Linked DNA regions of Manis pentadactyla: region 1 is linked to region 2. Evidence: chromatin contacts called from public Hi-C data. All regions are on one chromosome and are shown on one strand. Each heading gives the region's core, a stretch centred on a gene start, on an enhancer-like site or on the middle of the called end of the contact. The rest is flanking DNA. Distances are from core to core; before and after follow the strand shown. Region 1 holds the start of TNK1 (tyrosine kinase non receptor 1). Region 2 holds the start of EIF4A1 (eukaryotic translation initiation factor 4A1).

Evidence for each region. Hi-C and Micro-C count contacts between places; a contact is called where the count stands out from the background.
Region 1: a contact with region 2 is called in a Hi-C map of fibroblasts, with 1.9 times the contacts expected there. The contact joins the promoter of TNK1 here to the promoter of EIF4A1 in region 2. A contact is called at or near these places in 2 of 3 Hi-C or Micro-C datasets (fibroblasts and skin fibroblasts).

The regions. Positions count from the first base shown.
Region 1 is chr4:135,993,736-135,999,203 of mManPen7.hap1, forward strand. TNK1 (tyrosine kinase non receptor 1) reads right to left here and starts at 3,950. Exons shown (of 11, transcript XM_057500938.1): 1 at 2,781-3,950; 2 at 1,654-1,818; 3 at 1,455-1,525; 4 at 1,139-1,330; 5 at 852-1,007; 6 at 450-733; 7 at 1-222. The coding sequence starts at 1,816.
Region 2 is chr4:135,800,737-135,805,947 of mManPen7.hap1, forward strand. EIF4A1 (eukaryotic translation initiation factor 4A1) reads right to left here and starts at 2,954. Exons shown (of 11, transcript XM_036895910.2): 1 at 2,853-2,954; 2 at 1,405-1,453; 3 at 897-1,029; 4 at 297-436. The coding sequence starts at 2,875. SENP3 (SUMO specific peptidase 3) reads right to left here. Exons shown (of 11, transcript XM_036895909.2): 8 at 5,144-5,211; 9 at 4,886-4,969; 10 at 4,722-4,772; 11 at 3,849-4,302. The coding sequence ends at 4,192. It overlaps LOC118917916 (small nucleolar RNA SNORA48), which reads right to left and starts at 865; the gene lies at 731-865.

The sequences.
Region 1 (5,468 bases), core at 2,700-5,199, 190 kb after region 2:
GGGGCCCAGCAGCGCAAAGCAAGGGCATAGAGAGCCCTGGAGCAGAGCGGAGGCCTAGGCAGCCGGGCTCCGTCCTTCTCCAGACGCTGCAGGATGAGGTACGGTGGAACCCCGGCCCAGGGTTCCTCGCCCCTGGAGAACATCTCCCACAGCGTCACCCCAAACATCCACACGTCCGAGGCAGAAGAGAAGGCGCCCTGGCGCAGGCTCTCTGGAGCACACCTGTGGAAATGGAGCTGAAGGGAGCCGCAGGTATGCCTCTTGGAGCTCCCACCTGCCTCGGAGCACGTCCTTTCCGGGCTTCATCATCCTCTGAAGTCCTTTACCAACCCCTCCGGCCCACTCTTGTCCCAGCCTCCCTCGGAGGGCCAGTCCTCTCCGCACAGCCCCTTACCTAGCTGGGGCCCTGCAGGTCAGCCCCAGCTCTCCCCGCGCCCCAAGCCCCTCACCAGGCAAAGGGGATGGGGCGCGGCCCGCCCATGACGTAGCGGCCTCGGGCGCCACCCAGCGGCCGCACCAGCCCGAAGTCCGCCACCTTGATCGTGCGGGGTGAAGCCAGCAGCAGGTTGCGGGTAGCGAGGTCTCGGTGCACCAGCCCGCGGGCCCCCAGGTACGCCATGGCCGCCGCCAACTGCCGCAGGAAGAGGCAGAGCAGGGCCACGGGCAACGGGGTTGTCGGGGCCGGGGCCGTCAGGCGCGCATGCAGGGAGCCCAGTGGCGCCAGCTCCATCACCTACAGGAGCACAGCGCCGACTGAGCAGCGGTTCGGCCCCAAGGGACTCTGGCCACCCACCTTCCTGTGGCACGTGAGCCCCGCGGCTGCCCTGGGAGCCAGCGTCGCGCCTGCTCACCATCTGCAGAGGCTGGCCCAGTACCAGGCCGTGCAGACGCAGCACGTGTGGGTGCTCCAAGTTCATCATGACGGACACCTCTCGCAGGAAGTCCCCCAGCTCTGTGCCCACGGGGCCTTCAGGACCCACCCGGAGGGACTTGACAGCCACTGGGACCTAGGGGTCGAGGTAAACATTATCAGGCACCTTAGGAACAGCTCTGCCAGGGCTAGAACAGAGAGGGCAGGCAGAACACAGGGGGCAGTGGCCCTAGTACCCAAAATGAAGTAGACTCCCTGGACACTCACACCCTTGCCGCTGGGCAGTGTCCACAGCCCACGGTGCACCACACCAAAGCAGCCAGAGCCCAGCAGCTCCCCTCTGCACACAGCACCATCTGGGATCAGACATTTGAGTTCCCTGTCTGGTTCAGGGAGGCACAGAGGGCTGTTGGAGGGTGGGGTGGTCGCCTTCTGCTCAGGCACAAAACCCCCAAGGATCTGAAACAGGGGTGGGCAATCAGGTGTGTGGAATGCTGTATACCCCTCCCTGCCACTCAGCCTACCCCATTCCCTGGCCTAAGTTGGCCCTTAAAGCCTCCCATCTCCACCCCAAAACACACACCCTATAGACCCAGTTCTTAGACTTCGGCCTGGAACGGTGCCTCTTCAAAGCTTCAGCCAGTCTGCGCTGGGCTAGGGAAAGCCAGAATCAGAGGGCTGATGTGATAAAAATGAGGAGGGTAAGATGCAGAAGATGGCTGGGATGGGGTAGCAACTAAAAGGCTGGGGAAGGAGAGAATAGGGCCTCAGGGGTCCCTCACCAGGCCGGCCCATGCCAATGCCATCCAGGTCCTCAGGCCTTACAAAGTCGAAGTGCTCTGGGAGAGTAACATTAAGCTCCTCAAGGATGGGTCGGTAAAACTGGGCCAGCTGAGTGTCCCGGAGCAGCCGCAGCAGCCACGGGGAGCCCGCCTCGGGGAGCATGTCTGGGGAAAAAACCCTAAGGATGATTCCCTTTCCTCCCGACACACAGCCCAGGGTAGGCACCTGAGACACTCAGAAACCAGAGATGTGGTCGCCAGTTCCACCCTCATCCCATCAGAAGCACTCAGATACAGAGGGAGGAGCACATCAGAGGCAGCCAGGAATCCTGCCACTCATACACACAAGTCCCAGGAAGAGTGCTTCCCATCCTCAAGACCTACACATCATACCTCCTTCATCACTGAGAAACCTGCCCTCCTCACACTTGAGGTTTTAGTACTCTGCAAACTTCAGGTGTGTTGCCCTGCTTACTCTTGAGACATTACGGTACACTGCCCCTATCCACCTAGAGCACCCTGATACACTGCCCTTTTGACCTGAGGCACACCAGTACACACACTCACTCACATACACCTGAGACACCTCCCCTTCTCATACATGAGACATTTTGGTCTATCAGAGATGCCCAGAGACACTAACCACACCATCCCTCAGACAACAGGTACAAACACACACGAAGGTACACTGCCTCCCACACCCAGATACGCTACTGCACACACACGCACCAAGACCAACAGATAGGCTGCAAAAGATGCCTGAGACACCCAGATTCACATCCTCTCAATCTGAGACATTCCAGTATGCTGCTGTGAAACACCCAGACTTACTGCCACATACCTTCTCACAAACATGTATTTGAGACATGGCAGTTCACTGCCTCCAAAATACACTGCCCCACATGTCTGAGACACCAAGGTCCACATAAACACACACAAGACAGCAAGGTACAGTGTCATGTACCTGAGTTATGCAAGCATACAGGCCCCTCAGCCCAGAGACGCCTGGAGTCATTGCCTCTTCTACACCCCAGGCATTTGTGATCGGCAGTTAAGTGCAGGCCAGCCGAGCTCAGGTGTAAGCTAAGCGCAGAGCCACCTAGGTGCACAGTCCCTTCCACACCCACCTGAGCTCCGCTCTGGATAGAGCCCTGATGGCACACCGGGGTCACTCAGTCCAATGTGGCTTTAAGGCAGCTCCACCGATCTTCATTAAACAAGGCTCTGGGTGCTCGGGTGCTGGCTGCCTGCACACACTCTCCCTTACTCATATCTGGACCCCTCCCTCCTCCACTTTAGGCAAGCCGGGAGGAAGGGAGGATCCCAGGCTGGGCCCAGATGGAAACCCGGAAAAGGGCCAGGAATTGGGAGTTTGTGGGTACGAGGGAGGAGAAAGCCCAGGACCCAGGGGCCCCCAGATCGCTGGCAAGGTGGGAATGGGAAAGCAAGGGACGGGGGACAGGAGGGAAAGCGGCCTCGCAGGGGAAGAACCAGGGGAGGGGAAGCGGGCAAGCTCAGCACCCGCGTGGGCACCCCAAGCGACAGCTGCTCCGCCAGCCCCAGCGGCCCTCTTTTCTGACCCTCACCTGGCGAAGGCGGAAGCGGCGGCTACTGAGCGGCCGGGGCGGCCAGCCCAGGACTAAATCCAGAGAAGGGCGGGACCGGAGGCCCCGGAGGGCGGGACCTGGCAGCCGGCCCTGGACTGGCCTGTGCGGCGCCCGCAGTCCCCAGAGGGGACCAGGTGGGGGCTGCGAGCGCGGCTGGTGGCCCTCCTTTCCTCTGCGCTTTGCTCTCCTCTCCCCCCATCCTTTCTCCACCTTCACACTCTCTTTCCAGCCTACTCCAAATAACTCTTCCCTCGCCCCAGACGCCCTTCTCTGTGTCCTGCCTTCCGTGACCCTCACCAAATCCTCCATCTCTCACCATAGCCCCACCCCTTAAATGAATAACCTGATAGAGATGTTGTGGATGTTAGGAAAGAGTATAAAACCTAAATGTGATTTACTCCCACTAGGATGTTTAAACATTTTAACAGTAAGGTATTAACAAAGGGCCACGTGCTGGAAGCTGCTGGGGCCGAGAGTGGGGGTGGGGGTGGGGGAATTGATAAGGGCCTGGCTGTACCTGTTTGAGGTTTTTGAACCTACCAATAAAATTAAGACATGTAAAGGAAAGATATAACTGGCTTAGGCGACCTCCGGGAAAGAATGTGAACCCTGTAGTACTCAGCCAATGAGAAACCAGGGGAGGGACTCGTGCACTAGGAGATAAATTATTGGAGCCAAACTCCCCAGGTGTGCCTGCCCACCAGACTCCCAATCCTGCAAGATCGTCATTAAAGCCTTGCTCTGTTGTTCTCTTCGTCTCCGTGTCCACTTACTGAATTTGGACCAGTGAGTGTGTTTCTCACAGTGGATAAAATGAAAGTTCCTGAGGCCAGGATTCTCACTTGGCCTTGGTTGGCTCCCTCACTACACAAGTTTGGGCAGTATGCTATCGACTCTATATAAAGAGCTCCGCCCAGTGATCTGGGTGACACGGTGGCACAGCTGCAAGGCTGCAGGAGAGCAGAGGCTGGAGTGGTGGCAGCACAGAGAACAGAGGCCCAGAGGACGGCTGTGCGGGCAGAGAGGCCCAGAGGCAGAGACTGGCTTGCTGCATGCAGACTTGCTCTGAGTGGACAGGATTTTAGTGATTACTCTGCCACCGTGAAAATAAAGTTGGGTATAACCCTTTCACCCCAAGAACGTTCGATTGTCATTTCTTTGGTCACATTGAATCCATAGTGAACTTGCCGGTGCCCGGGCCTGCAACCCATTGGCAAAGACAGGTGTCCTGCTGTGGCCCGGGGAATATAAGGCTTAACGGGACCCAGTCCCTGCCCCCTAGTAGGGGAGAGAGCTTCCTGGAGCACCCTTCCCAGAGCTCTCTAGTGGAGGAAGACAGGGTGGTGCCTTTGGAAAGCAGCCAGGCAGAGAGGTGTTGATGGTGGTGCAGAAGTCAGCCCCCAGCCTAGAGAGAGTCCAAGACCCAAACCAGCGTCCTTTTCCAAACTCTGAACTCTGGTCCAATGTGCTACCCCTGAAAAGGATCTTTTGAGGAGCTTCCCAGGGTAGAACATGGTAGGTCTTGTGTGTGATTGTTTTTTTTTGGGGGGGGGTTGACAGAGCCCCGATTTGCTCCTCAGCCCCATCCCAGCTTGGTGCCTGGTCTCCTCAGGGCAACCCCCAACCCCCATTCACTGACACTTCCTGACCTCATTCTGGCATAACATCCCTCTCCCATGTAGCCTTTGCTGACCCCAGAGCTCTGTACACTGTTACTTGGTCTGTGGCACCCGGGACTTTTCAGGACCTTGAAGAAGGCTCAGAGGAGGAGCCTACACTGTCTCTTTTCCTCAGGGGTCCCAGGGAGGAAGCCACCTGTCTTAGGACATCTGGCCTGTCCCCTTCTGCCCTAAGGAAGAATGTGTGAGCGTAGCTGTTGCTGTCCCTAGAATCCCTTGGAGGGAAAAGCCCACCCCATCTTGATAAACACATGGTATATTCCAGCATTGAGGGGAAAACCTCCATAGTTCACAGTTCTTCCTGTGTGGTTTTCTTGCCAAGTCTCTTGTCTCCAGGCCAGTTCATCACTGTAATTGTTTCCCACATCTGTTGTCTGTGATACACTGTGGGCTCCACACAGTAGGGACTGGAGCCATCTTGTTCATCCTTGTGTTCTTAGTATCTGGGACAGTGTAGGCATAGGTGCAATATTGGTTGTGAAGAAGTCTGGCCAGTCTGTCATTCATTCCCTTGTAGGTGATTTGTTTT
Region 2 (5,211 bases), core at 1,704-4,203:
AACCTGCACAACCAGCTAGGCTCCACCCATCAGCCTTCCCATTTGACTCAGGAAATGGGTGGAGGAAGTGATGCTTACTTATTGTGTTTGGGTTGGGAAAAGGCTTATAATTAACCTAACAAGTCTTGAGAGATGTAGAAGCGATCAATTGGTTTCTTTAGATCACCTGCATTCTCCTACTCCACTCACCCCAGTACTTCTAAGGTGGTGATAGTGAGCTTATCACTTTTTTAGATTATGTGCTAATCATTTCTAAATAAATCCTTCAGGAAAGGAGAAAGCAGGTACACTCTTACCTGCTGAGCCAATTCTCTAGTGGGTGCCAGGACCAAGGCCTGGGTAGCCTTTAGATCCAATTCAATCTGTTGCAGAATCGATATGGCAAAAGTGGCTGTTTTTCCAGTCCCAGATTGGGCTTGAGCAATCACATCATAACCTTAACAGACAATCAAGAGAAAAATTCAGTATGCTAGAGAGCATACACCTTGGTATCATGGGACACTTAGGGCCCTGCTTAACAAGGTTAGTAAGCAACCAACAGAACTATATGCCACCCATGAAGTGCTTCAGACTTTACCTCATCACAACATACTACCCAAAGGGGAACACCTGGGAAGCCAGGTCAGGTCATTAACTCATTTACTACTATACAAAGATGGAACAGAAATACAGCTGCAAATAGCAAGTGTAGGAGACTAAAATACTACTACATCTTAATTAAAACAGCAATCCATGTGTCCAGGGCATGAACCAGGCACAGGCACAGACCAACAGCCAAGCTGGGATGAACAAGGAGTTGCTTTATCCCTGGCTGATACAAGACAAGCACCACCAACCAGGTGCCACTCTACCCAGGTCAGGGACATTACAGAACTTGCTCTGGGTAGAAGTCTTACCCTTGATACAAGGAAGAATGGCTCGCTGCTGTATGGCAGAGGGCTTCTCAAAACCATAGGCATAGATGCCACGGAGGAGGGACTCTGAGAGGTTCATGTCATCAAAGCTGTCCACAATCTCATTCCAGTTACTCTGTAGGATGCAAATAAATTCGAAGTAGTAGAAAAGGTGGACAGACATGCTCTAACAGTGGAGCAAGAGGACCTTGTGCCCACACCAGAGCTTCAGAGCTCACCACCTCTCCCCTCCAGGGAAGCCAGCAAGCTCTACATGGTCTGGGAAATGACTTATGGAGCTAGGCCACTTGTTAACTGTGAGGCAGGAAACTGTAGAAGGGAGAACAGGGCTCAAATGGAATGACATCTTATACATACTCTCAGGGATATACAGTATTTTTAACACGTATTAAATATGAAGTCTGGGTTCTTGTCTGCGTCAGAACGCTAAGGGTACACTGGTAGTGGCACCGCTTCTCCCATAACAGTGATTGTAGGGGTGCAATCTCACCTCGATGACGCCTTCGGGTTCCATTCCATCGGGGCCATTGTCTCTGGATCTGTTGGTTTAAAGTATGAGCATGCCAACTGAGGCACGCTAGAAATCCTGACAACCGGGCTCTTCCTACCAGTAACCAGCCTTGCACTTATTTCATCAGTGTTCACTCCCTGACCCAACCCCCGCCAGTTCCCAGAAGGCAACGTAGTTACTTTACAACTGGGTCAGGCCTTTGCCCCATTCCGGGAGCGGTTCAGGTCCGACAGTCGTCGCCCCCGACATGACGGAGTAACCATTATCTAAAACCCGGAGGCTGGCAGGACCGCGCCGCGCTTAAGGAAGTTAGAGATGGTGCTTGCCGCTAGGCCCATATTTCGGGCCTGGCCGCTCCAAGCCCAAAAGCGTGGACCTCCCATCGAGGCCCCAGCACACCGGAAGTTCCGCCCTTCGCCTGCCAGATCCGAGAATAGGACAGCCCCTTCCCCCCACGTCATTCAGCCCGCGCCCTCCCCCACTCCCTCTAGCCCATCTCCCCCCTCGCGGTGCCCGGATGTGGGAGGCCGCGGGCGGTGGCCTCGCGCACAATGAGCCCCAGCCGAGCTAGCGAAGGGGGAGATTGCACAACACTCAGAAGCGAAGCGGATTGGGGGAGGGTAATACCTCGGGCCGCCATGTGCTCGCTCCCTCGACCACCCGGCGGCATCTCCCCCCCATGGAACAATCCACATCCCGCCCGCCCCCGTCGCGAAATGGCGTCGCCCTCCCATACCTCAGGCCGCTCACCCCCGAAGGAAAGTGGACCTGCCCATCCGCAGTTTGCCAATTGCCCGGCTTGTGCGGCAAAATGGACCCGCCCGCCCGGCGCCGGGTGGGCTCCTGGTGCCTCACGCGGCCGCTCCTCGGGATTAGACTCAGTCCTGGCCGTCAAGAAAACCAGCACACTAAACGGCCGGTTTCTTCTCCCCCGACCCATATCTCAACGCGACGACGAGACTGGATCCGAGGACTCAGGGACCTCTGCCTTTGGCGAGTGGTACCACCAGAATCCTCCGGAATCCCGAGCGCGCGCTAGCCCTCCCTCCGGCAGTGAGACAACCGGACCTGCCGGCTCTGGGCCACGCACAGTTGCGACCGCCTCTGCCTTTCTTTCCCACGCTAGGTCGCGACCTCGTCTCGCCACGCAGCGCCGGGGCTTCGCGCACCGCACTGTGTCGAGTCGAGGTCCAACGAGCCTCACATACTAGGCCACGAAAGCCGGGTTGTCCTTGCTCTCTGCCTAGGCCCGAGTGGTAGCGTCGGCCGTGATCTGCCCCCTCACTCCCCTAGGACGGACCCTCCCGGTTTGGTTTCCCCACAACCCTGGAGTGCCTAGAGCGGGGGACTTCAGTTTCCCCCGACAGGGCCCTCGGAAGAGAGCAGCTGAGTATGTAGCCACCACCTTTTGAAAAAGCGTTTCTTACCGAGAATCCTGACTCGCAGACATGATCCTTAGAAACTAGGGTGGAGTGCCCGCCCATCGACAACTTATAAAGCGCTCGACCCCGCCCCAGCCATCACATTGGCTTGGCCACCTCGGCTCCGCCCACCGTCGTTCAGCGACTCAGCGTGACGTCATCCCGTAATCGCTCTGGCACGTGGTCTCCATTGGGTAACTCTAACGTCTATGGAGGTCAAGACCCGCCCCTCCGCCTCATTGGCTAAGGGGCCCGCCTTTCTCGCCGGTACGGAAGTGACATAAGGGAGTCAGGCCTCGAGGCCTGGCAGCCATCTTGGGGCCCAGCGCCCCTACACGTGCGGAGGCGAGCTTGCCTTGAGTCACGTGGCCTCGTAGGCCCTATCACGCGAGGGGGGCGAGGTTTCAGCCTCCTGGGACTTCCGGGCTCCCGGGATGACCACCTACCCTTACCTCAGCTCCAGCTCTCCATTAGACCCCTATTTTATTTTCTCTCTACTACAGCGGCGATCGGACACTGCCCCGTCAGGTTCCAAGTATACCAGGGATGGTGGAATCTGACTGGAGGGCTGCCCTGGCCAGAGGGAGGAGGAATGATGGATCAACCGGCATCTGGGCTTAAGAGCACTTGCGGTTGCTGTCGGGAATGCTGGCCGGCTCTTAGGTGTCCTGTACCCCAAATTTAGCACTCTTTTTGAGGCTTGCCTACTTTCTCTCCTTACAGCCCTGCCTCTTCAGGATAGGGAGTTCTTTTGGGTAATGAAGAGGTGTTGGCACCATCTGAGCCAGGGATGAAAAGTTGGCCCCTGAGGTCTCAAGACCCATCCATAAAAAGTAACAGTACTGGCTGGAGCAGAGCCTGAGATAGAGCATATCCACTAATTTTAGGTCCCTTAAGGAAGACCACGACTATGTATCTCCAAAGGATCCTTTATTGACCAGAACAGGACCGTGGCATTTATATATATATATATAAAAAAAAGTTTGAAGATTTGGCAGGCAGTAATCCCTTTGCCCGCCCACCACCCCAGCACAGATTTTCCTCCCACCCCCCAACCTGCACATGGAAGGGAGCTAACTGCCCCCACCCAGGCCATAAGGCCATACTCCCCTGCAGTCAGAGGGTAAAAGGCGGCTTTTCCATGGCCACCCCCTGAACATTAGAAGTCAACAGGTATTTTCTCAAAAGAAAAAAAATACAGAAATCAAAACATTTAAATATGAAAAACCAAAGGGAACTGGGTGGGGTGAGGCAACAGAGAAAAGAAACTGGGAGTTTCTTGGGAAGGAAGGTCTCTGTGTCCCCATGCCCATTAAGAATGGACTTGAGGCCTAGGATACAAGGCTCACACAGTGAGTTTGCAGTGACACAGCTCCTTGTAGATCTGCCGACGAAGTTTGGGCATGTCCTGCTGGGTGAAGCTGAACGGCTGAGACAGGGCCAGGTGCTTGCAGTACTGGGTGTTAACAAAGCAGGCCATGAGAACCACCTACTAGGCATCCCCATTAAGTCAGGACCTGTGCTACACATTTCCTATGAGACATCTCACTGGATCTTTCAGAGAACATCCCCATATCACAAAAAAAGGGAGCTAAGGTCCCACAGCCTGGGGGGTCAAAAAAAAGTCTGACATTAAAGCCAGTGTTCTTACTTGGTGTATGAAATACCTAGTGTTAAGACAGAGAAAACAGTTTGGCAGACAACTATGTCAGAACCAGAGACCCGGTGTGGAATGGGAATGTCAGGAGACCAGTGAAATCAGGGTTTCTGCATTCTAACACATGGTTACTCCTGGCTCCACAACTGGCTGTGAGCCAAATGAGGGAGGCAGAAGAGCCCTCCTTAACCCTTTAACCCAACTGACAATCTGCTTACCTGTAACACAAAGGCACCGCAGTCACTGTCATTATTCTGCCTGGCCACATTCTAGAGAATAAAAAGAAGGTAGGCCCTGGAGACTCCTGGGAGTGCAGCTTCACTTCTGCCTCTTACTTCTATCCCCAGAACCACCCTGCACACCTCTCCCTCTAGAGACTTACCATTTTGAAGTAACCTTTCCAGCCCTGGTGGAAATCCAGCCGGTCTTTCTTCACTGCTTCTGCCTGTAGATACTTAGCAATATGCTGTGTAGATGAAGAAAATGAAGGAGAAAGTGATGCCCTACATTTCACAAAATGAGTCACAGGCACCAAGCCCATACTGCTCCTCAGAGACCCCAAAGCTGCCCTTCTGCCTGGAATGTCTTGCCCATGGGTCTCCTCCCACATTCTGCCCATCCTTCCCCTTCCCTCTCAAACCTTAGGGCAGCGGCGGTTCAGGGTACGCTGCGAATCAAAATAGGTGATGGTGCGTCGCCTCACATCCA